Linked DNA regions of Mus musculus: all the other regions are linked to region 2. Evidence: chromatin contacts called from public Hi-C and capture Hi-C data. All regions are on one chromosome and are shown on one strand. The core of a region is the stretch at or near the end of the contact, and the rest is flanking DNA. Distances in the headings are between cores, read along the strand shown. Region 1 overlaps Gm35154 (a long non-coding RNA gene). Region 2 overlaps Atg5 (autophagy related 5). Region 3 overlaps Gm35154 (a long non-coding RNA gene). Region 4 has its middle 8.9 kb from the start of Gm35154.

Region 1 (5,401 bases), core at 266-2,765, 330 kb after region 2:
ACCAAAATAAAATAACAAATGTGGGAAACCAAGATATCTCAAAAAGAAGTGTTCTGGACCTCAAGTTCTGATTTTGTAATACAGAAAGCTAATGAAAGTCTCACATGTCTTACTTGGTCACGTATAATACGCACTTAGGCCTCATGGTAATCCTGAGATCTTGGTAAACATGTGTTTACCCCATTTTCTGCAACAAATTAGTCTGAATGCTGAGCTGGCAAACAGCTGCCATGGGTTGCATGAGAAAAATAACTCAAGAAATGAGAAACTGTTATTGGTTCCTTAAATCCTGGAGGTCAGGACTTTGAGAAGACAGAAACAAAGTCTTTTTTGGCTTTGGGGTGCTGCCAGGAGAACCTCATCAGACTCAGCTGTGGATGAAGGAAGGCCTTGTCTAACCCTGGGGTATTTCCTGTGCTCCTCTGTGGGTCATCATGGAGAGATTAACAAACAAACAAACAAACAAACAAACAAACAAACCAGCACATAAGCTCAGTTGTCTTAACATAGTCTACCTTATGTAGAATTTTGAGAACATTTCTTCTCCTTGGTTGCCTGTAGTTAGTTGATTTTCCTGGCCTACTTTCCATTAGTTATTAAGGGTCAGCGCTCAGATCCAGAGTAGAGAGGGCCCACACAAAGATGAAAGGAAGCTATTTTCTGACTTGCTTCTGTGACAGGGGGTGTATGCACTTTTACTTGAGAGCTGTTTTTGAAAGGGACACTCAAGATATGGGATGACTGAATCCCATTCAAAGGGGCAGATGCCACAAGTTCAGAACATTCAAACCTTCCAAGTTATTAAGTTTTTCTCAAACACTGCCCTTAGTTAATGCATATTAGTCTCTCTTACTTATCCAGGCAGGCTTGCACAGAGATGCCTTGTTCTCTGTGTATCACTTCAGTTGAGATCAGTATTTCTTTTGTTTGTTTTGTTTTTTGTTAAGTCTGAAGACAGGTAAAGCATCTTAGCTAAGCCATGTTGTGCAGACCTTAACAAAGGTCTTCGTCTGTGTTCAGAAAAGGTATTTTTTCTGGCCCTTTCCCTTGCTATTTCTAGATGAAAACACATTACTTCTAGTCTTTTGGCATATTATTGAAAGTCTCAATCATCAAGCCAAACTCATTGATAGACAATTCTTAGAAATATGAAGAAGTCATCAATTTTCTTTGCCTTCTTATGTACCCTTCGTATTTCTAGTTCTCAGTTGTTTAGACTGAAGTGTAGTGAATGTGTTTCTATTGATATGACCACTTAGGAAATGCAGCTTTGGGTCCTTTGGAAACTCAGTAGTTAAATACATTTATGATGTCATTAGCTGTTTCTTACAAATTAAGGATTTATATTTTCACAAATCATGAGTTTTTTCGTAAGTGGAATTTCCAAATAGAAAATATAGTCCTTCCCCTTCTCTCTCCTTCTCCTTCTCCTTCTCTGCCCTGTTGCACAGTACCAAGTCAGTCTCCACAGCTTAGACGATGGAAAGAGAAGTTAACTTCTAAGGACGGTTGATGTTGTTTGGTTTTCTCCTATATGGAGCAATGGTGATTCATGCCTTTTCCACTGTCACACTGTCAGCATCTGCTAATCATAGCCCCATGATCACAGGATCTGTGCCCATAAACAATTTCCAGGAGGTATAGAGCAGCACAGGGGCCACTCAGGAGTAAACAGTACTTACTCTGTAACTCATTACACCCTCTTTCCCATTGTTTGCCATGTGCTTGAAATACTAGCTCCCTGCACGGTGTCCAAGCATGTTAGTAAACCAGCTCCTTTCACTGTCTCCCATTCTTAGACCTTAAGTAGAAATCTGGCTTTTCTAACAAAGCTCAGTGGATTTCCTTCTTGAAAGAGGAAGATACTGTGATGCTGAAGCTCATGTCTATCTCTCCTATTTCTTGCTAATACATTTTGGAGGACCTGGGAGGGAGAGCATTTAATACTATTGTGAAGCAAACTCCATGCATTGTTATTTAAGTTTGTGGATTTATTTTGGTCCAGCAGTTATGTTGTCTAACTCCTATTCCCCATCATATGGGTTCTTATCTTAGGCTTGGTCTAGTAATTCTAATAGAGTTTCCATACTCAGTTCAAATATATTCATTGAACACCCATTGCAAATGGCCTTGGAGATGTAGCAGTAGATGCAACCATTTCTGCTCCTGTGGGGATCTTGAGTCAAAAAGCAACATCTACAATTTGAAACCAGTCGTACAGTGCCTGTAGTTTTCAGCTAGATTATTTCTACAGGGGAAGGAGGATTTTATGTTTCCCTAATAATATTGGTCTAGTGTTCATTTCTCTGAGCTATGCATCTTCAGTGATGACAAATCAAGAAGGTGGTGTCCCCCGCTGGCATGTCTATTGGCAGGAGTTACTTTCCTGCTGACGATTGACTTCTTGAGTTGTGTCTCAAAAACTAAGCTAAAGTTACCATCTATTGACTCTTAGTACAGATTGGGTCTTCCCAACAATTTTGCACGGGGGTTAGTAGTAGTATTTAGTTTTGTAATGAAGACCATTTATCTAATTTACCAGAATGAGTTCATTCAGGTGCTAGGTAGGGTTGGGGTTTGATCCTAAAACACCTTTATTCGTTCTCTGATAATTAGCAAGAATAGCAGTGAAGCTTAAGGAAAGTGAACATGTGTTAGCTGGGGATCATTTATGGACACAGGCATGGTTTCTGTGTTTTCTGCATTCATGTTCATGAATCGACCTCTGATCATGGTCTGTCAGAAAAGCACCACAGAAAAGGCCTTCTGAATTATTGAAACATAGCCTTACACTTAAGGTAAAGAAAGGGCTTAGGACAGAGTCAACTGCAAATGTGAAATTAAAATGTGTACAAATCTGCCATATGATCTCAGGTAGGAGCAAGCAGATGTACAGAAGGTGGGTGGGTGGTGGGTGGGGTAGAGGAAACTTGACCTAATAACAGAGATTGAGATCATGGGATGTCATGTTATTTTGCTATTTTCCAAAAGTTCAGTGATGTTATTTATGTTGCCTTTATTCAAATTATCAATAAAAATATATCTGCTTGAGTTATCCTCCACAGCTGTGTAGAAGCTTGATGGTGAGTTTGGGTGAGAGTGGGAGGGAAGGAGTGGGTGGAGGTAGAGCAAACAAACAGACCATGGCACACAAGCACTCTGTGAAGTCACCCACCAGGACAGTCACTGAGGGGAGAAATATGAACACAGTTTACCTTTAACCGTCTGAAATAGAGTGCATTTGTCTTGCTTCCCTGTTGTGATATGTCTGTAGAATTGAAATAGTATACAGTTAAGCACACCGTGCAGGAATATCCTATTCACAGTTGGCCAGTAGTATTTTATTTAAAAGTTGTATTTATCTAACTGCTTTGGAGGTGTCATGAATTGAACTTGGCTTTGCAAATTCTGGTTTATTTGAATGTCCGTTCCTTTATACTAACGACCCTAATGGTGGTTTCAGCCCTGCCTCCTTTATGGGATTATTGCCAAAGCAAAATGAAATAATGCATATAAATGAGTTTTGTTGACTTGAGTGTTGTAGAAATGAAAACAAGCTATTTTTTTTTACATCACACCTGTTCCCCAATATATTGTGGATTTTCCCCGTGCGCCAAGGCCTAACTTTACAAAATGGTGCCTGTTTCAAACCTCTGGGTTTGTCCTCTGCTTTCTCTAGGGGCAGAGAAAAGACAATTTCTGAAAAGTCCTTTCTTCTGTTTCCTGCTGGGCCAGGTGGAGATCTGTTTACGTCAATGAAGTAACTTTTGAAGCAGATGCTTTTTCACCATGACAAAACAAAATGTAGTCAAGACAATTTGTACCCATACGAATAAACCATCAGAGGACAAAGAGTTCGGTTATACAGGCTGATGAAGGAACACAGCAATTTGTAGAAGAAAAACACAACTGCTAGTGTTGAAAAACTTTGAAACATAAGGAAGGCATGCTTGCCTTTGTTTCCAAGACATGATGAGAGCCAATCAGAAGTCTAAACTTTCAATAGGAGGGAAAAAAAATCAGCTTCAAATAAATGCCCTTTAAATGAATCACTCCGTGTCAGTTTCTCCTCCATGTAAAAATCTGATTTATAACAGAGACCCTCAAAAGTTCTTGTATGTGCAGTGGGTTGGGAAGAAAGTTTGGGAAGGCTTGGGAGTGATAGCTCAAGGCTTTACTGTTGTGTGTTATTTGTTCCCAAGCTGAGGCCTCGTGCCAGGAGTTACTCTGCAGGAAGAACATGTTAAAGGCCCGTGCTTAGCAGGTTAAAGATTGCTGGTGGACTTAGAACAGAGAAAAATGGAAATTGGGGAACAACCATTTGGATTCTTGGCTTCTATAGGATGGCACAGAATCTCTTAAATAGTGCTTCAAGTGAAAGGAAATAGAGACAGAGACCTTGCCGTTTACTGGAAAATGAAAATGACATCTACAAACGCTTATTTAACAAAAGAGTACAGTGTGGCGTCATAGCTTGTCTCACACGTATATGAGAAAGTACCGCTCAGCACCTGCTGGAGTGGACCTCCTCTTCCTCAAGAGCTGTCCATCATCAAATAGGACTGCTCTCCGACACTCCAGTTTGACCAACCAACCAACAAACAACAAAAACCAACCAACCAAACCACCACCAAGACCAAAAGAAAAATACAAACAAACAAACAAACAAACAAAAACCAGTTCTCTAAGAAGCCTAAATCGAGCCTAGCAGAGAGAACAATGACCACAGAAAACCATTTACATCGAGAGTTCTGGGGATGAGGAGCAGAAAAGAATTAACAACTCCTTTTCTTTCCATATAAAAATTTATGCTGAGAATTTCATAGATGAGTCCTGTATTTACTTCATTTTCTTTTCCCTTCCCCCCTCTAACTCTTCCCATGTCCTTCCAACTCCCCTTGACTTCTTGACCTCTTATAAATATTGTTACATATGTGAGCACACACAACCTACCTACTTGGTTTGGTGTTGCTAACAGTAGATACACTTGTTTAGGGCTGAGCACTTTTGACTGTGTAACCTATCAGGGGGCTTATCCTTAGAGAAAACCGATTCTCCATCTCTCTCCAGTCTGACTGGCTGTAGCTTTTCCTGTACGACTGAGGCCATGCGAGAAATGTCCCCTCCATGCTGGCATGTCAGTTTGTATAGCCCTTATGCAGGTCTTGTTTGGACAACCACGTTGTTGTGATTTCACAGGTGAAGCGTTGTCTCTGTCATGTCTAGAAGACATTACCTTGAAGCAGGCTTTTCACGCTGTGGCTTTTACAAATTTTCTCACCTCGGCTTCTGTGAAGTTTCCTGAGCGTAGCGGCTGTGTTGTAGAGGTACCAACTGGGAGTGGGTACCCTAAAGTCACGTACTCACTGTATCAGATCAATTGTGGGTATCTGTAATGACC
Region 2 (5,342 bases), core at 1,294-3,793:
AGGAAGGAGATGGTGTTAATGAGGTTACCTCCACGAGGCTCTGTGAAATGGCCACGAAAGGTCTGGGCAGGGATGGTAGGCCTTGCATAGGCAAAGGGACTTGAGAAGAACCTGTAGCCAGCTGAAGGAGACACTGATTTATAGGGGATGCACATCAAGAGGAATAAGGCCACAAAGGAAAAGGTTCCTGCATTGAGGATTTTCCTGTGGTCTGGACAACTGCCAGTCATTGAGTCACTTTGTGCTGTGGCTTGCTTGACACTCTTCCTAGGAAGAATTGAACAGTGTTATTTTAAGTTTTAAACAATAAAGAACGGTTGGAAAATGGTGCCTAGATCCTACGGATGCTCAGATCACCTCTGCCTGTCTTTATCAGCTGTAAAATAGAGTCTGAGTTAGGTTGTCTGTGCTTCGTAATCACCAGAACGCTGATTCCCCCTCCCCCACCCCCTCAATGTTTCAGTATAAAACCATCTTATATATCACTAAAGCCTCATTGATGACTTAATTTGATTGAGAGGTTTGCTTGCCAGTTTTACTTTAGTAGGTCTACTTATCTTCTATCGTGACGCAGTGAAACCTTTAAGAATGTAATAGTTAAGGGAGTTCATAGTACGCGATTATAATCAGAAACTAGGTTGGCTAGGACTAACTTGTACTCCCTCATCTGAGGAGGGGCCGGATTTCAGGCATCAGTGAATTTTCTGAAGTTCTTAACAAAAGTGTGTGGCAAGTGATGACTCCCTCCCTGTGCACAGCTCAGGGGAACATGCCACATAGACTGCGTAACTCTCTTCAGAGAGACAGAAATGGTGCTTCCTTCTGACGCTTCTCCCCTAGTGTACTGCACGGTAGTGAAAAGTTACCTTTCTGTGCTCTTACTGCCTCATATTTTAGTTACTATCTTGCCATTACCTCAAGCAGAGAAGCTAGAGACTAAGAAGAGGTCCTACTGAATGCTTTTTTTTTAATTTAGTTTTAACTTATTTCCAAAGAATATATATAATAATTTGTCACTTATTTTAACTGCCTGTGAGATATGTCACCAAGGGTAGCTGGTGAGATGCCCTTTCCCCACAGGTCTCAGAATTATGCTACCAGAATCTATTTCTCGATGGTTTCTATCTCTTATTTAATATTCTAGTTTACTCTTACTTTTGCTAAGAACTTATTTTTCTCTCTCTCTGTGTGTGTGTGTGTGTGTGTGTGTGTGTGTGTTTGTGTTTGTGTTTGCTTGCATGTGTGTGTGCCATGTGCATGCCTGGTGCTGTGTGAGGACAGAAAGGGCTTTGGGCTGTCTGGAGCTGGAATTATGAGCAGTTGCAAGTCACCACATAGGTGCTGGCAAGGGAACCCTGGTCCTCTGCAAGAGCAGACCAGCTCTCCAGCCCTACAAGTTCTTTTTATTTAATTTTAGCTTTCAATTTTCAGTTAGCTGTGACTCGGCTTATGTTTTCTTTTGCTTGGTGGAGTGAGGTGGTCTCATGTAGCCTAGGCTAGCCTTGTCCTGCGTAGTTCAGGCTGCCCCTAAACTCTTTTTAAGAACTGTAATCACAGGTATGAGCCACCATGCTTAGCTCTATCTCTTTATCTTCATAATCTCTATTGTTTCCTTAAATACATTTTCCTACTTCTTTAATTATTTTCACATTTTTAAAAATTTCATTGTATTAAAAAATAGTTCTGTAAAAGTCCCTATCTAGCTTGCTCAAGTCCAGTGTGTGTGATTTTACAGTTGTCAGCCTATTTCCTTATTTCCTTGCTTGGGTTATAATTTGTATGGTCATCTGACAATTTCAAAAGATTCTTTAAATGCCTAGAATAGTACATCTCTCTGTTCTCTCTCGTGTGTGTGTGTGTGTGTGTGTGTGTGTGTGTCCACGCGCGTATGTGCTTGCTTGTGTTGCATGACTAAAGTATGCAAACAACCAGTGTATAAGCTGGCTTTCCTTTTTATATGAAGATAAAGTCACCACAGACATGAGTGCAGTTCTGTTCCGTGTCTGTTTCTTCTAGATTACCATTGATGTGTTGGGGCCTTTATACCAGTTCAGTTTCTTATTTCTAGATTTTCCTATTCAATTTTTTTGACTAACTTGTTTGCTATTGCTGTTGTCTTCTAGTAGCTATGAAGTTTTAAAACTTTTTTTCACTGAGTAAGCTTGATGTCTGACCAGATAAATCCTAGGACAGACAAATGACAGTTTTCTGAGAAAGAACTCAGCCCCATTCTGGCCCTTCCTCTAGTGACAATGCTGCCATGATCCCAGGCCGAGGACGCACATGGCCCACTGGGAAGCTTTGGCCTGAGGTGGAATCTCAGAAAGCTAAAGTGGGATGACGTCTCTGGAAACAGATGTTCCCTGAGCTGTTGCAAGAGCAAGTTAATTTTAAGAAACACTGGTTAGTGTTTTAGTTTTCTTCTCTTGTGTGAAGAACCCTGACAGAAGCGTCGTTTGGGAAGGAGGAAGGCTTCTGACTCGCAGTCTAGGGTTCAGTGCTTCATGGTGGGAAAGTGAAGGCAGCTGATTGCATCACATCCACAGTCAGGAATAGAGCCGTGAGCTCCTGCTGCTGCTCCTACCTCAGTTAGAGCAATGAACCCAAACCCCACAGGCATGCCCAGAGGCCAGTCTCCATGGTGACGGCCCATTCTAACCACAGCAGTGTTCTCCTTGCTTGGTGGAGAGGTCATGTGATAGGCCGACACTCCATTACTGAAGAAGGCATCTCTACTACCTCTAAGGCTTGATGAATGGATTTTGTAGAAATTTGGAGAAAACGATAAAGATGAAGTGTTTCCTAGAGTTTTTTTTGTTCTTGTTTGACTGGAGTGAGGAGTTATTTTAAGACAGTGTCTGACTGTAACCCTGACCAGCCCATAAGTTGCTGTGTGTTGGCATTGAGCTCTGTCTCTGGAATTGAAGGTGTACATGCCTGGCTGCTATCTCTGTTAATGATTTCTAAAGTGCAAAACGTTCCACTGAGTACTCGACCTTAAGGATAAGAGTCGGGCTGGAGAGGTGGCTCAGCAGTTAAGAGCACTGGCTGCTCTTCCAGAGGTCCTGAGTTCAATTCCCAGCAACCACATGGTGGCTCACAACCATCTGTAATGGGATCTGATGCTGTCTTCTGGTGTGTCTGAAGACAGTGACAGTGTACCCACATACATGAAGTAAATAACTAAATCTTTAAAAAAAAAAAAAAAAGGAAAAGGAAAAGAATAAGAGTCTGTCATGTTAGATGCCCAGGGATTGCCTTCTCTACCAACCTGCAGCTTATAGCTAATGCCCCTACCCTGGACAGTCTGAAAGAATAACCCTGTAGCATGGAGCATGGCCGTGGTTAAAATAGAGAGGCTTCAAGCCATGCAGGACTGGGATCTCAGGCTTGGAAAGCAAGTTTCAGGACAGAGCAGGCCAGCTGTTCCCAAGCTGTGGTTCACAATCCTATGGGGGGGGGGGGGGTCACATATCAGATAGCCTGCATATCAGATATTTATATTACTATTCATAACAGTAGCAAAATTACAGTTATGAACTAGCAATGAAATGATTAAATAGTTAGGGGTCACCACAACATGAGGAACTATACTAAAGGGTTGCAGCATTAGGAAGGTTGGGAAACACTTGGGCACTTATGTCTCATTTCTGGATCTTCTTCATCTAAAAAACTCTGATTGTAGTATTTTGTTACTGTGGAGATGAAATGCGCCTGCTTCACTGTAATGTCTCAGAATGCTTGGTGTGGAAAAGAGGTACAGATGCTATCTAATCAGCTGTGCACTGGGCAAGTTGAGTTACCTTAGATCATACTATTGTTGCAAATTAATGTTTGTCAGGCTTTCTGTATTTCTGGCGAGTGGAATACGTGTGATGAGTTGTTCATGACACGAGGCTGTGTGTGCGCTGCTGTATTTGTAGTGTCTACCACAAGCAGCGTAAGCCTGTGCTTCCGTTTCCTCTTTCTTTCCCTGCAAGTCCGCAGACTCGGGACTCTGGAGTAAGTTTTGTTCACTTTCTTTGACTCACTCATTCTAATGTCCCAGAACAACCTGCCTTAAGTCTCAGCTTTCCATTTGCATCTTACCCCTTCCTCCTCACAGAACTTGTCATGGTTCCTGTAGAACTAACTGCCTGCTGTGTTTCTTTCCCTCCAAACGATAGCTTTTTATTTTGTTTTTGAGACTGGTTTGCTCTGTAGCCAGGGTTGCCTTTGATCTCTCCTGCCTCAGCCTTGTTCAGTACTGGGACCAAGTCCGTGTCCCACCACACACAGCTGGCATATGGATGTTTGTTTTGGTGATAATTTTGATATTATATATTAGCTATCTAGCATCTAAATCACATGGTATTGTTTAAAACTGGACTGTTTGGGGGGCTGGAGTTAAGAGCACTGACTGCTCTTCTGATGGCTCTGAGTTCAAATCCCAGCAACCACATGGTGGCTCACAACCATCCTTAATGAGACTCCCTCTTCTGATGTGTCTGAAGACAGCTACAGTGTACTTGCATATAATAATAAATAAATCTTTGGGCCAGAGTGAGCAGGGCCGGAGAGAGCAGAGGTCCTGAGTTCAATTCCCAGCAACCACATGAAGGCTCACAACCATCTGTACAGCTCAGGCATAAAATAAATAAATAAATCTTTAAAATAAAAATACTGGACTGTTCTATTTTCTTACCTGGTTAACTTCTCTCACAGGGCCTTTAACCTCACCTTACCATCTCTTCTGGCTAATCTTTCCCAATCTTTCACCTGTGCTGTATATAGGTTAATTCTTTGCTCTTATCTTAGGTATTTCTCCTTTGCCATGACAGAAACTAGGAGTCTGACATCTTAACACTGATTTTGACCTAAAAAATGACTTGCTCAGTGTCCAGCTGGTTACCTGCTGCACGACTGAACCTGGGCCTTCGTATCTTCAGCTTTCCCTTGTCCTTGTAATGCAGGCAGTGGTTTTTATTATCTCCCCCAGTTCATTCTGTTGAAGTGTGTGTCGATTTTCTGGATTTAGTCGATTGCTGAGGAAAAGAACTGACTTCCTTTGCATCTTGATAGCTGTTATAGACAGTGTCTTACTGCTAGGAGGGATTGAATAATGATTTTAGTGTCGTTTTAAAACATATCTGAATCTTATATTCTCTGTTCCTTGTAAAATAAGTGGGTAAATTGAGGCCTGCAGGGGGCAGTCCAACACAGCAGGTTTTTAATGTATTTAGTAATCTCAGATGGTTTAGAGTTAAATTCCTTCCTGTGGGGAAAAGTTTGTAAGGGAAGCAAATTATACATGAATAACAGTAATTGCTAACATTTATTTTGTATTTTTTAAGGCCAGGTAC
Region 3 (5,404 bases), core at 2,083-4,582, 300 kb after region 2:
AGCTATTGGATGGATCACAGGGCCCCCAATGGAGGAGCTAGAGAAAGTACCCAAGGAGCTGAAGGGATCTGCAACCCTATAGGTGGAACAACATTATGAACTAACCAGTACCCTGGAGCTCTTGACTCTAGCTGCATATGTATCAAAAGATGGCCTAGTCGGCCATCACTGGAAAGAGAGGCCCATTGGACACGCAAACTTTATATGGCCCAGTACAGGGGAATGCCATGGCCAAAAGGTGGGAGTGGGTGGGTAGGGGAGTGGGGGGGGGGGGAGGGTATGGGGGACTTTTGGGATAGCATTGGAAATGTAAATGAGGAAAATACCTAATTTAAAAAAAAAAGGAAAAAAAAAACGTATCAAGTGTGGCTCAGGGATGAGGCTGTACCCGGTGAGAAGAGATGACTCTCTTCCTCTCACCACCCACAGTCCTGACTCTTGACTCTTCTCTGTCCATGTGTTCTTTCTAGCTGGCTTTATTCCTTCACACCGTATTGTACATTGATGACTCTGATATATACTTATTCCCCAGCAAGCTCTTTCCTGTATCTTAAACCTGAATATATGGCAGCTGTCCAAACCTCAGCTCATCACCACAGACCAACCCAAAAGTTATTCCCCCAAGTCATCTCCCAGCACCTAAGAACCAAGGAACCACCCAAGCCAGGGCCTCTTCTGACGTACCATGATTGTGATCCAACCTTACAAGTTTGGCTCCAGCTCTGGTCTCCTCCATTTTCATGCTCATTGCCCTAGGTCTTACCCTGTTCTTGGGCAATAGTCTTCTATTTACTCTCTCTGCTTTCTGCTGGGCTTCATTATAATCAGCCTTGTTCTTCCCAGACCCATCTCTCCGAACCACATTTCGGATTAAGTGACTCTGTTGTGTTCTAAGTTCCTGTGATTCCACAAAAGCATGGGATGGAGTAGAGATTCTTTAGCATGGTGTTTAAGGCCCCCTGTTCTTTTCTTGTCTTAAGACATCTAGTTTTACCTATTCATCTATGCCATTTCTCACTATTTGGCTTTCTATTGATCAATATAGCTGCTTAGAATAGATTTTCACTTTTCCTGACGAATGTCTTTTTAACTTAATTGTTCTTCTTTTCATGTATGTGTGTTTGTATACATGTGGGCATATTTAGTGCACACATGTATGCATATATGTTCAGGCCTGAGGTTGATATCTGTGATTTTTCTCCACCATCATTCCTTCCATTTATCCTCTGAGGCAAAGTCTTTCAATCAAATCCAGAGCCCACCTTACCAATGTAGTTAGTGTCATTAGCTAGTAGAGATGCCCTACCTCTGCCTCTGATTCTGGAATTACAGGCAAGCATTCTCTTACTTGCATGGGAAGTGCTTTAATTATGAGAGACTCCTCAGCTCTCTTTGTATTTCTTAAAGCCCTGGCTAATGTCACTGAAGCCAAGACAACCTGATCCCCTCATCCCTGCCTGCTAAAACTTCTGCCTGGGTAAAGATAACTGTTTCCCCTTTTGTGTGTGTTTTCCGTATTGTGGTCTCTGCTCATGCTGTGATTATCACCTATCATTTTTATGTTTTATTGTTTTTTGCATGTTTATTTTATGTTTTCTGATCACTCTCCTCTACTGAACTATCAGCAGTCTGAACTTGGGGGATTTGTCTAGTTTGTGTTTCCATCCCACGAACTTATCACGGTCCCTTTAAGTTAGTAAGCATAGTTGTTGGGGTATTTATCATATAACTATACCAGTTAGTGGTCTCTGTAAAGACACTCATAAAGCTTGCTCCTCTGAAGGCTAGGGAGGAAGCTCAGTCAATAAAGCTTGCCTTGCAGTGCAAGGATCTGCATTGTGTCCTTCAGAACCAGGACAAGGCTGGTGTGGGGATGCTTGCTTGCAATCCCAGTCTGAGGGAGGCAGAAATGGGTCCATTCGTAAGGCTGCCTGGTAACTCACCCTAGTCAAATTGGCACATTCTAGGCTTGGGGGAACTCCTTCCTGTGGGGCAGGGTAGGGGTGGGAGTGGGGTGTAGGGAGTCAGAGGGTGGGTGGAATCTGAACTTGAAGTTGTCTTCTACCTTCCACATGCAACTGCATTTTCTCCCCTTTTCTTCCTCTTCTTCCTTTTCCTCCTCCTTCTCTTCTTCTTTTTCCCCCTCTCCCCCTTTCACACACACACACACACACACACACACACACACACACACACACACACACACACACACACACCATTCACTTTCAGGGAATGATACACAAAAGTTTAGATTCACATGGCTGAAGAATTAGAAGTCCATACTCATACAGGATAGTTTTCGAGAACTCACCTGCTTTTTCTACATTTTGAATTCCAAAGTTGTTATGCTTGCATAAAAATTATTTTGCCTTGGCAACTCTTCCTCAGTTCATCTACAAAGAATTACTGCTAACACGGGCAGTTGATTAGTGTAAGAAGGTGTTATGGTCTAATCTTTTTTTTTTCTTCAGGTTTGCTCTGACTACCCTGGAGTTTATTTGACTTTAGATTCATTTTATTTTATTTTATGTGAGTAAGTGTTTTGTTTAGTGCCCATGGGGATCCCCCTAGAACTGGAATTATGAATGGTTGTGAGCCATTGTGTGGGTGTTGGGAACTGAACCCAGGTCCTTTGCAAAAGCAGTGAGTGCTCTTAACAACAGAGTTAATCCTCCTCCCAAATTCTTAGGTTGAAATCCCAATTCCCAAGGTGATGGTATTAGAAGCTAAACTGGTCATGAGGGTGGAGCCTTCACACATGGGATTGGTATTCTGCTAAGAGGCCAGAGAGACAATCTTACCCTTTCTGCGGAGCTAAGATGTAAAGGCGCTGTCTGTGCTTTGAAAGTGGCTCTCACAGACAGAATCGTTCTATATCAGCATACATACCGTTATGTTAAATCTCCTCACTGCTGGAGTTGTGATGATATACTTCTATTGTTTGTAAGCTACCCAGTTGGTGGCAGTTTGATATCTCAGCCTTCAGGTAGTAAACCAGAAGGAGTTTCAAACATTTTGTGATTTAAATGAAAATTTCTATCCCTGTGAAAGTTAATAGCAACTCTAGCGTGTGATATAATACCAGAATTATATATGTGTGTATGCATGTATGTGTGCACATGTGTGCATATATGTATTTATGTGCATGTGTGCGTTTATGTGTGTGTATGTATGTATGTGTGTATTCCATGTCATGATAGCCTACCAGAGGCCTACACATACATGGTTTTATTCAGTTTAATCACTGTTTCCTGAGATTGGCTTGGCCTCACTCTCCCTAGCTCTGACTGAAAGTGGCTGGGACACTTCCTTCTCAGTCTATAGCCCAGGGGCTGGTACCAAGTAAAAGCAGGTAACTCACGAAGGAACCAAATGTAAGATCAAGTCCTACAACTGCCCAGCCCTAACCAAGGGCACAGAACTCACCACCAGTCTCTGGAGGAAAGCAAGGACATTAATCAATTTCCCCGGAAAATTTGAACTGTCTTTTCTGAAGCTTTTTAAGAACTGCATCTGAAGTTTTGGACAGCTTGCAGTGGAAGTTGTGTGGGGACCGCCTCCCGACTCGAGGCTGTTATTCTTCTGAAAGTCTATTTTGACCAAAGGAAATCCTGTTTCGCCAGCAGCACGGGCAGTGGCCCCGAGACGCAGTCTCAGGAGTGTTGTGAGGATACAGGCTCTCTTTAATCTCAGATTAAAAATATTTGATGTTTACAAGGTGTATTAGCGTAATTGGAATGCGTCTGCCTGTCTGCCAGCCTTCCTTCCACGATAGGACCTCATAATTAAAGAGCATCGCGTTCATGTGGCTGCCTGCATACCCTTTCATGGCTTCTTGTGAGCAGTTATGGTCAAGACCGTTACCCTAGGCCCTCGGAAAGCTCATTCAGACAGACACAGCTGTAACCAGAACAAAGGAAGAGGCCGCATTCCCTTAGAATCCTACCTAGTGCTCTGGGCAAAGTGGGAAACCAGACAAGTAAAACAGTGTATGAGAGGCGCATGGGGTTCCCAGACTGCTTCTGTGTGTGTGTGTGTGTGTGTGTGTGTGAGAGAGAGAGAGAGAGAGAGAGAGAGAGAGAGAGAGAGAGAGAGCATATGCATGTGTGTTGGGGGGGGGGGTCATGTCTTTAAATATATTCACAAGCCAAATATGAATGCGTGTATTTGCACATATACATGTCTGCATGTGTATATATGTGCCTGTATAAACCCACATGTATGTGTAGGCAAACATGTTATTTCTTCTCTCTTCCTGTTCTAAAAAAGAGTTGGTCATTTTTTTAAAAAATCTCTTTGTATGCATCTAATTCTATGGTAATTATGAACATACAGGTGTGTCCTTTACCTGAAAACACTTTTCAAGAGGGAAGACAATGTATGTGCCCTATGGAAGATCTGGATTAAGTCTTCCGGGAGTTCAGAGAAAAGATGAAACCTGCCAGGAAGACAAGAGGAGCAAAATTCAAATCGGAGAATACAATTCTTCCCTCGCGTAATAACAATATCATACATACCTCCCCCTGCAGCCCCCACCCCAAGCCCAAACAACCCAAACCAAAACAAGTGATAAGAGCTAAGATGAGCAGATCCCGTGTTGTTTCTGGCCCGACTGCTTTGGGGGTATTAAAGGAACTTTGTGAAAGTCTACTAGGGAAGTGAGGCAGAGGGTTTGTCCTCTTCAATTTTTTTAATCGCTTCAGCCCTGAGAACAGAACTATATACACAGTTTATGGAACTGAAACAGATCAAAATAACTTGTCAGCTGACCTGTCCTCATCACGTTGTAAACGGCGCAGGACAATCAGCTTCTGGACAGTTAGACAGAGTCGTCTGTCGTTCAGACATTGTTTTTAACAGTGTCAAAAGCACAGTGTTGTGATTCCTTTGGGTGATACACTTTCCTGGGATGAAAAGATTACTTTTCATATAGATATGGAAGAAGATGTCTGCCCTCATTTTGAACTTAAAATTGGTACGGCTTTACAAACAAGAACAACTCTCACCAGGGAGATGTTTTCCCAGTCTGCTGTCTGGGAGGAAGAGGCATACTGCAGGAAATGGACAATCTTGACCACTACACAAACAAATAGTTTCCTTACAGGCAACTCACCCTGACCCTAGATACGCACTACTCTCCGTTTTAGTTCTTCGGATGCACTTAGATATCTGCTACTTAAACAGGACACAGAAATCCTACTATCTTTCATGAGTGTTGCTTAAAGCTTTATTAAATTGCTTCATGTATAAATCAAGTCATGAGCAACCTTGGTTTCATTAATAAGAAGGGTGCACTACAACCAATTACCCTGCCTTCATTATAGACGTTCAAGAGGCAGGCAGGCTCTCTTTGATTTAGAGTTATTTATTTATGTATTTAATGCTTTCTCACTGTTCTCTACGA
Region 4 (5,281 bases), core at 974-3,473, 260 kb after region 2:
CAGCTATGTCATGTGCTGGTCTCTTTCAAACTTGAGTGTGTTTAAAGAATGTTTAAACATCTCTGCTAAAAGAACATTGAAGGTAGGTGTTAGCCCAACCCATGGTTTAAGTGCTCTCTCTCTCTCTCTCTCTCTCACTCTCTCTCTCCTTCCTTCCTTCTCTCTCTCTCTCTCTTTCTTTCTTTTTCCTTCCTTCCTTCCTTCTTTCGTTCTTTCTGATTCATTACCCCAAGCTGTGGTATTCATCTATGAGGCTCGTCCTGCTCCAAAATGGCTGCCAGAGCTCCAGCTGTCTCACTTTCTAATACCAAAGAGGAGCAGGGAGGGAAGGTGAACTCCTGACCTAGAAGATCCAATAATTTATGATTCATTTTTTAAAGTTTCAGGTCAATAAAACAAAAACAAAATCAACAAAAAAATCCAAATAAACAGTAGATGGAATTTTGTGGGATCATATTACATTTATAGCTGTATTTAGCAAAAAAAAAAAAAAAAAAAGACATTATAAAGATGGTGTTTATATTTTATATTATATTAAATATACCATAGCCATACTTGAAACTGAGAAATAGAGTATTGTTTGCTTTTGATTATTTAAGTAGCTGATCTATTTCAAACATTTCTCTTTGTTGGGAACAAGCATTTGAGCTGAAAGTTTCTAGCTCAGCTCTGTGAGTCCTAGGTTACCATTAGAGACATTTGCAGGGGCACTAAAGGTGACTTTGGCAACTTCTCAACAGAACTGTCTTCCCAGTGAACTCATTGAGCCCTGTGTTGTAGTAATATCAAAGTAATATCCTTTTCCCTTATTGGTCCCAGTAAATTTAGAAAAACTAATTGGTTTAGGGCCAAAGGGCATACAGCCAATTTGAGCTATCATTTCCCAGAAATGTATGAGTTAAGAATCTGGCCTGCTGATGACAAGGATTTGGGGAATATTTTAAAGCAGATTTGTCTCAGAAGGAGCAGCTTCATTTTCCTACTTGAAGGGTTCTTGGGTCAAAGCAGACACGATTTTAAACTCCTTGGTGCTAGGTCCAGGCATTCCTCGCATACATAAGGTCTTGTGTAGCAAAGAAGGAAGGAAACTGCTTTGAACTGTGTATCTGTATGCCGGTGTGTATATGTGTGCGTGCCCATGTGGGTGTGTGTGCTTCCCTAGGTGGGTATGTGTGCATGCTCATGTGGGGGTCTGTGCATGCTAATGTGGACATGTGTTCTTGCCCATGTGGGTGTGTGTGCATGCCCATGTGTGTGTGTGGGATGTGTGCCCATGCAGGTGTATGTGTGTGTGTGCGTGCGTGCGTGAGTGCATGCAGCTTGGAAAACCCCAGGGATTCTGCCTTCTCTATCTTATCAGAGGTAGGATCACAAGTGTGTATTTCAACTGAGGCATTAACAGTCTTTTGAGAGAAGGTCTCACTGTGTGTCTTTGGGTATCCTACAACTCACGATGAAGACCACGCTGGCCTGAGACTGACAAAGATTAACCTACCTCTGTCTCTTGAGTGTTGGGACTAAAGGCATGTTCCACGTACTTGGAACACATTAAAAGTTTTAAATTGACTGAGTGACTTCAGGATTCCTACATGGCTGCTGGAGAGTTTGAGGCATAGGCAGCTTATCAGAATCAGCTCTAACAGTAGCATCAGCATACACGTGTGTGTGTATATGTTTTGTTGTTGTTGTTGTTGTTGTTGTTGTTGTTAACCTAAGCAAGTATCCATGCTCAAATCAGAAGGGAGAATTCTTAGGACTCTTTATCAGGAGACAGTAAAATTCAACTCACTACAGTGTGGTAAATGAAGCTCAATTGAGACATGCCATGCACACCTACCCTGTGTTGCTGAGAGCTCTTTTTTGAGCTATCACAGCAGAGATAAGGAATTGCAATGGGGAGTGTGTGCCTGCAAAACCTAAAATTTTGGCTCTCTATCCCTTTGCAGAAAACATTTGCTGACCCCTGGGTTTGTACAGACCTCTTCAAAGCTCTTGGCCAATTTAGGGAAGCTTTGGTTTTGAAACCCAGTGGTAAGCAACATCAGCTTACTTTTGCAGATATGAAACTTAGATCCTAATACTTTCTTCAGCCCTCTCTCAACTCTCCTCCTCCAACTTGGAAAGTGGCCTAATAAGTGAAATGAAACTTGGCCTGATCAGCACTCTTGAGAAAGTGGAAGGTGAAAGTGTTGACATCTGCTTGTATTCTGTAGCCCCAACTTCTCTGGCAGCACATGACTTGGTGAAAGTGCTCTGGCCAACTAGCTAGCTTACATTGTGTAGAAGATTGTCTGCTGTTACCTCATTTTGTTTGGAATTATGTCCATGAAGAGATACAGCTTGATAAAAGATCTACATCTTTTCCTGAATAATGGCTCTTTTGAGGAATATCATTTTAAATTTTACTAATTGCAATAATCGTGAGTCTTTGTGTATTTAATATTGATATATAATATATTTAATCCTGATTATATATAAACATATGCATATTTTCAGCTACTTGTTTAAACTTTGACAAAATGCATGTAAAATAAAACTTACGGTACTGACTTTCAGAGACTTGAGCTTAGTATGATGGTGCCTTCCAGGAAGCTCTTCGTGGGGGGCAACTGGAAGATGAACGGGAGGAAGCAGTGCCTGGGAGAACTCAGCTGCACCCCGAAGGCAGCCAGTGTGCTGGCAGACACTGAGGTGGGTTGTGCACTGACAACCTCTTACATCGACTTCGCTAGGCAGAAGCTGGATCCCAAGATTGCTGTGGCTGCACAGAACTGCTACAAAGTGACCAATGGGGCCTTCACTGGAGAAATCAGCCCTGACATGATCAGAGACTTAGGAGCCACCAGAGTGGTGCTGGGGCACTCGGGAAAGAAGGTGTGTCTTTGGGAATCAGATGAGTTGATTGGGCAGAAAGTAAACCATGCCCTAGCAGAGGGACTTGCAGTGATCCCCTGCATTGGGGAGAAGCTAGACGAAAGGGAAGCTGGCATCACGGAGGAAGTTGTTTTTGAGCAAACCAAGGTCATCGCAGATAATGTGAAGGACAGAAGCAAGGTGGTCCTGGCCCATGAACCTGTATGGGCCATTGGGACTAGCAAGACTGCAACCCCTCAACCGGAAGTACATGAGAAGCTCCAGGTTGGCTGAAATCCAATGTCTCTGATGGGGTGGCTGCCTTAGTCAGGGTTTCTATTCCTGCACAAAAATCATGACCAAGAAGCAAGTTGGGAGGAAAGGGTTTATTCGGCTTACACTTCCATACTGCTGTTCATCACCAAGGAAGTCAGGACTGGAACTCAAGCAGGTCAGAAAGCAGGAGCCGATGCAGAGGCCATGGAGGGATGTTCTTTACTGGCTTGCCTCACCTGGCTTGCTCAGCCTGCTCTCTTATAGAACCCAAGACTACCAGCCCAGAGATGGTCCCACGCACAAGGGGCCTTTCCCCCTTGATCACTAATTGAGAAAATGCCTTACAGTTGGATCTCATGGAGGCATTTCCTCAACTGAAGCTCCTTTCTCTATGATAACTCCAGCTGTGTCAAGTTGACAAAAAACTAGCCAGTACAATTGACCCCTTGTCAACTTGACACACAAAAACATCACTAGTAAGCCCTTACAATCTTATTCATCCCCAAGATCTAAATAACTTTAAAAGTCCCACAGTCTTTACATATTCTTAAAATTTCAATCTCTTTAAAATATCCATCTCTTTTAAAATCCAAAGTCTTTTTACAATCAAAAGTCTCTTAACTGTGGGCTCCACTAAGACAGTTTCTTCCTTCAAGAGGGAAAATATCAGGGCACAGTCACAATCAAAAGCAAAAGTCAATCTCCAACCGTCCAATGTCTGGGATCCAACTCACGATCTTCTGGGCTCCTCCAAGGGCTTGGGTCACTTCTCCAGCCATGCCCTTTGTAGCACACGCGTCATCCTCTAGGCTCCAGATGCCTGTACTCCACTGTTGCTGCTGTTCTTGGTGGTCATCTCATGGTACTGGCATCTCCAAAACACTGCATGACCCCTTCAGTCCTGGGCCATCAATTGCAACTGAGGCTGCACTTTCACCAATGGCCTTCCATGGCCTCTCACAGTGCCAAGCCTCAGCTGCTCTGCTCAACTCCTTCATGCCTTCAAAACCAGTACCACCTGGGTGACCCTTACACATTACCAAGTCCAGCCACAGCACAATGTACAACTTTGGCTATATCTGGAACACAGCCACTGTGCTCTCAGAAAACACTTCCCAGAAGATGTCACCTCAATGATGCTGGTCTCAATCACTGCTAATTTCTTAGCTCCAGCTAAAGAGCATCAATAGTCCCAGTAATGCAAAGTTTTTGCTTTAGTAGTTCTGGTATCTTGTTAATCACAGCTGATTCTTCAGCCCCAGCTAACCAGAACTACAGAATCTTCACAATCAAAACAGGAATGGCCATGAAAAGTGTCTTTAATTTTCCCTCTGAAATTTCACAAGCCAGGGCTCCATCTTCTGCACTGTTCTCAACATTATCTTCCAAGCTCCTACAAAACATCTGACAGAGCTCTTAACAAGGAATGGATCTTCAAGCCCAAAGTTCCAAAGTCCTTCCACAGACCTCCCCAAAACATGGTCAGGTTGTCACAGGAATACCCCACTCTGCTGGTACCAATTTCTCTTAGTCAGGGTTTCTATTCCTGCACCAACATCATGACCAAGAAGCAAGTTGGGGAGGAAAGGGTTTATTCGGCTTACACTTCCATACTGCTGTTCATCACCAAGGAAGTCAGGACTGGAACTCAAGCAGGTCAGAAAGCAGGAGCCGATGCAGAGGCCATGGAGGGATGTTCTTTACTGGCTTGCCTCACCTGGCTTGCTCAGCCTGCTCTCTTATAGAACCCAAGACTACCAGCCCAGAGATGGTCCCACGCACAAGGGGCCTTTCCCCCTTGATCACTAATTGAGAAAATGCCTTACAGTTGGATCTCATGGAGGCATTTCCTCAACTGAAGCTCCTTTCTCTATGATAACTCCAGCTGTGTCAAGTTGACACAAAACTAGTCAGTACAGTGGCTCAGTGCACCCTGATAGTTTATGGAGGTGCTGTGACTGGAGCAACCTGCAAAGAGCTGGCAAACCAGCCTGACGTGGACGGCTTCCTCATGGGTGGTGCATTTCTCAAGCCTGAATCTGTGGACATCATCAATGTCAAACTATGGACAATGCCCATCCCTCTACCTGCCTGCATAGCATGGACTAGGTTGCCCAGAAGTTTAGTAACTGCTCTCACTAGTCACATGCTT

What was found. A called contact is a pair of places that touch in the nucleus more often than the background predicts. Capture Hi-C pulls out chosen DNA fragments and counts their contacts.
Region 1: a capture Hi-C map of bone marrow-derived macrophages shows a contact between it and region 2, with 7 times the contacts expected there. The contact joins two enhancer-like sites. A contact is called at or near these places in 1 of 484 Hi-C or Micro-C datasets (bone marrow-derived macrophages) and 1 of 9 other capture datasets (bone marrow-derived macrophages).
Region 3: a Hi-C map of bone marrow-derived macrophages shows a contact between it and region 2, with 2.9 times the contacts expected there. The contact joins two enhancer-like sites. A contact is called at or near these places in 3 of 484 Hi-C or Micro-C datasets (bone marrow-derived macrophages and embryonic stem cells) and 2 of 115 datasets of contacts at active chromatin or transcription factors (microglia and neural progenitor cells).
Region 4: a contact with region 2 is called in a Hi-C map of uterus, with 4 times the contacts expected there. The contact joins two enhancer-like sites. A contact is called at or near these places in 3 of 39 promoter capture datasets (the C10 cell line, cranial neural crest and pre-B cells), 3 of 484 Hi-C or Micro-C datasets (embryonic fibroblasts and uterus) and 1 of 9 other capture datasets (bone marrow-derived macrophages).

What each region holds. Positions count from the first base shown.
Region 1 is chr10:44,658,201-44,663,601 of GRCm38.p6, forward strand. The region is part of intron 2 of Gm35154 (a long non-coding RNA gene); the gene reads left to right. Among named protein-coding and RNA genes, the nearest start is that of Gm35154, 62 kb to the left of the region's middle. Within about 2 kb of position 1,516, at least 11 of the 459 cell types and tissues checked have an H3K27ac peak or open chromatin away from gene starts, as enhancers often do. A contact at or near this core is called in bone marrow-derived macrophages, where this site is marked.
Region 2 is chr10:44,323,353-44,328,694 of GRCm38.p6, forward strand. All of the region lies in intron 6 of Atg5 (autophagy related 5), which reads left to right. Among named protein-coding and RNA genes, the nearest start is that of Mir1929, 34 kb to the right of the region's middle. Within about 2 kb of position 2,544, at least 41 of the 459 cell types and tissues checked have an H3K27ac peak or open chromatin away from gene starts, as enhancers often do. A contact at or near this core is called in bone marrow-derived macrophages, microglia and uterus, where this site is marked.
Region 3 is chr10:44,627,054-44,632,457 of GRCm38.p6, forward strand. The region is part of intron 2 of Gm35154 (a long non-coding RNA gene); the gene reads left to right. Among named protein-coding and RNA genes, the nearest start is that of Gm35154, 31 kb to the left of the region's middle. Within about 2 kb of position 3,333, at least 75 of the 459 cell types and tissues checked have an H3K27ac peak or open chromatin away from gene starts, as enhancers often do. A contact at or near this core is called in bone marrow-derived macrophages and microglia, where this site is marked.
Region 4 is chr10:44,587,383-44,592,663 of GRCm38.p6, forward strand. It overlaps the pseudogene Gm5950. Among named protein-coding and RNA genes, the nearest start is that of Gm35154, 8.9 kb to the right of the region's middle. Within about 2 kb of position 2,224, at least 43 of the 459 cell types and tissues checked have an H3K27ac peak or open chromatin away from gene starts, as enhancers often do. A contact at or near this core is called in bone marrow-derived macrophages and uterus, where this site is marked.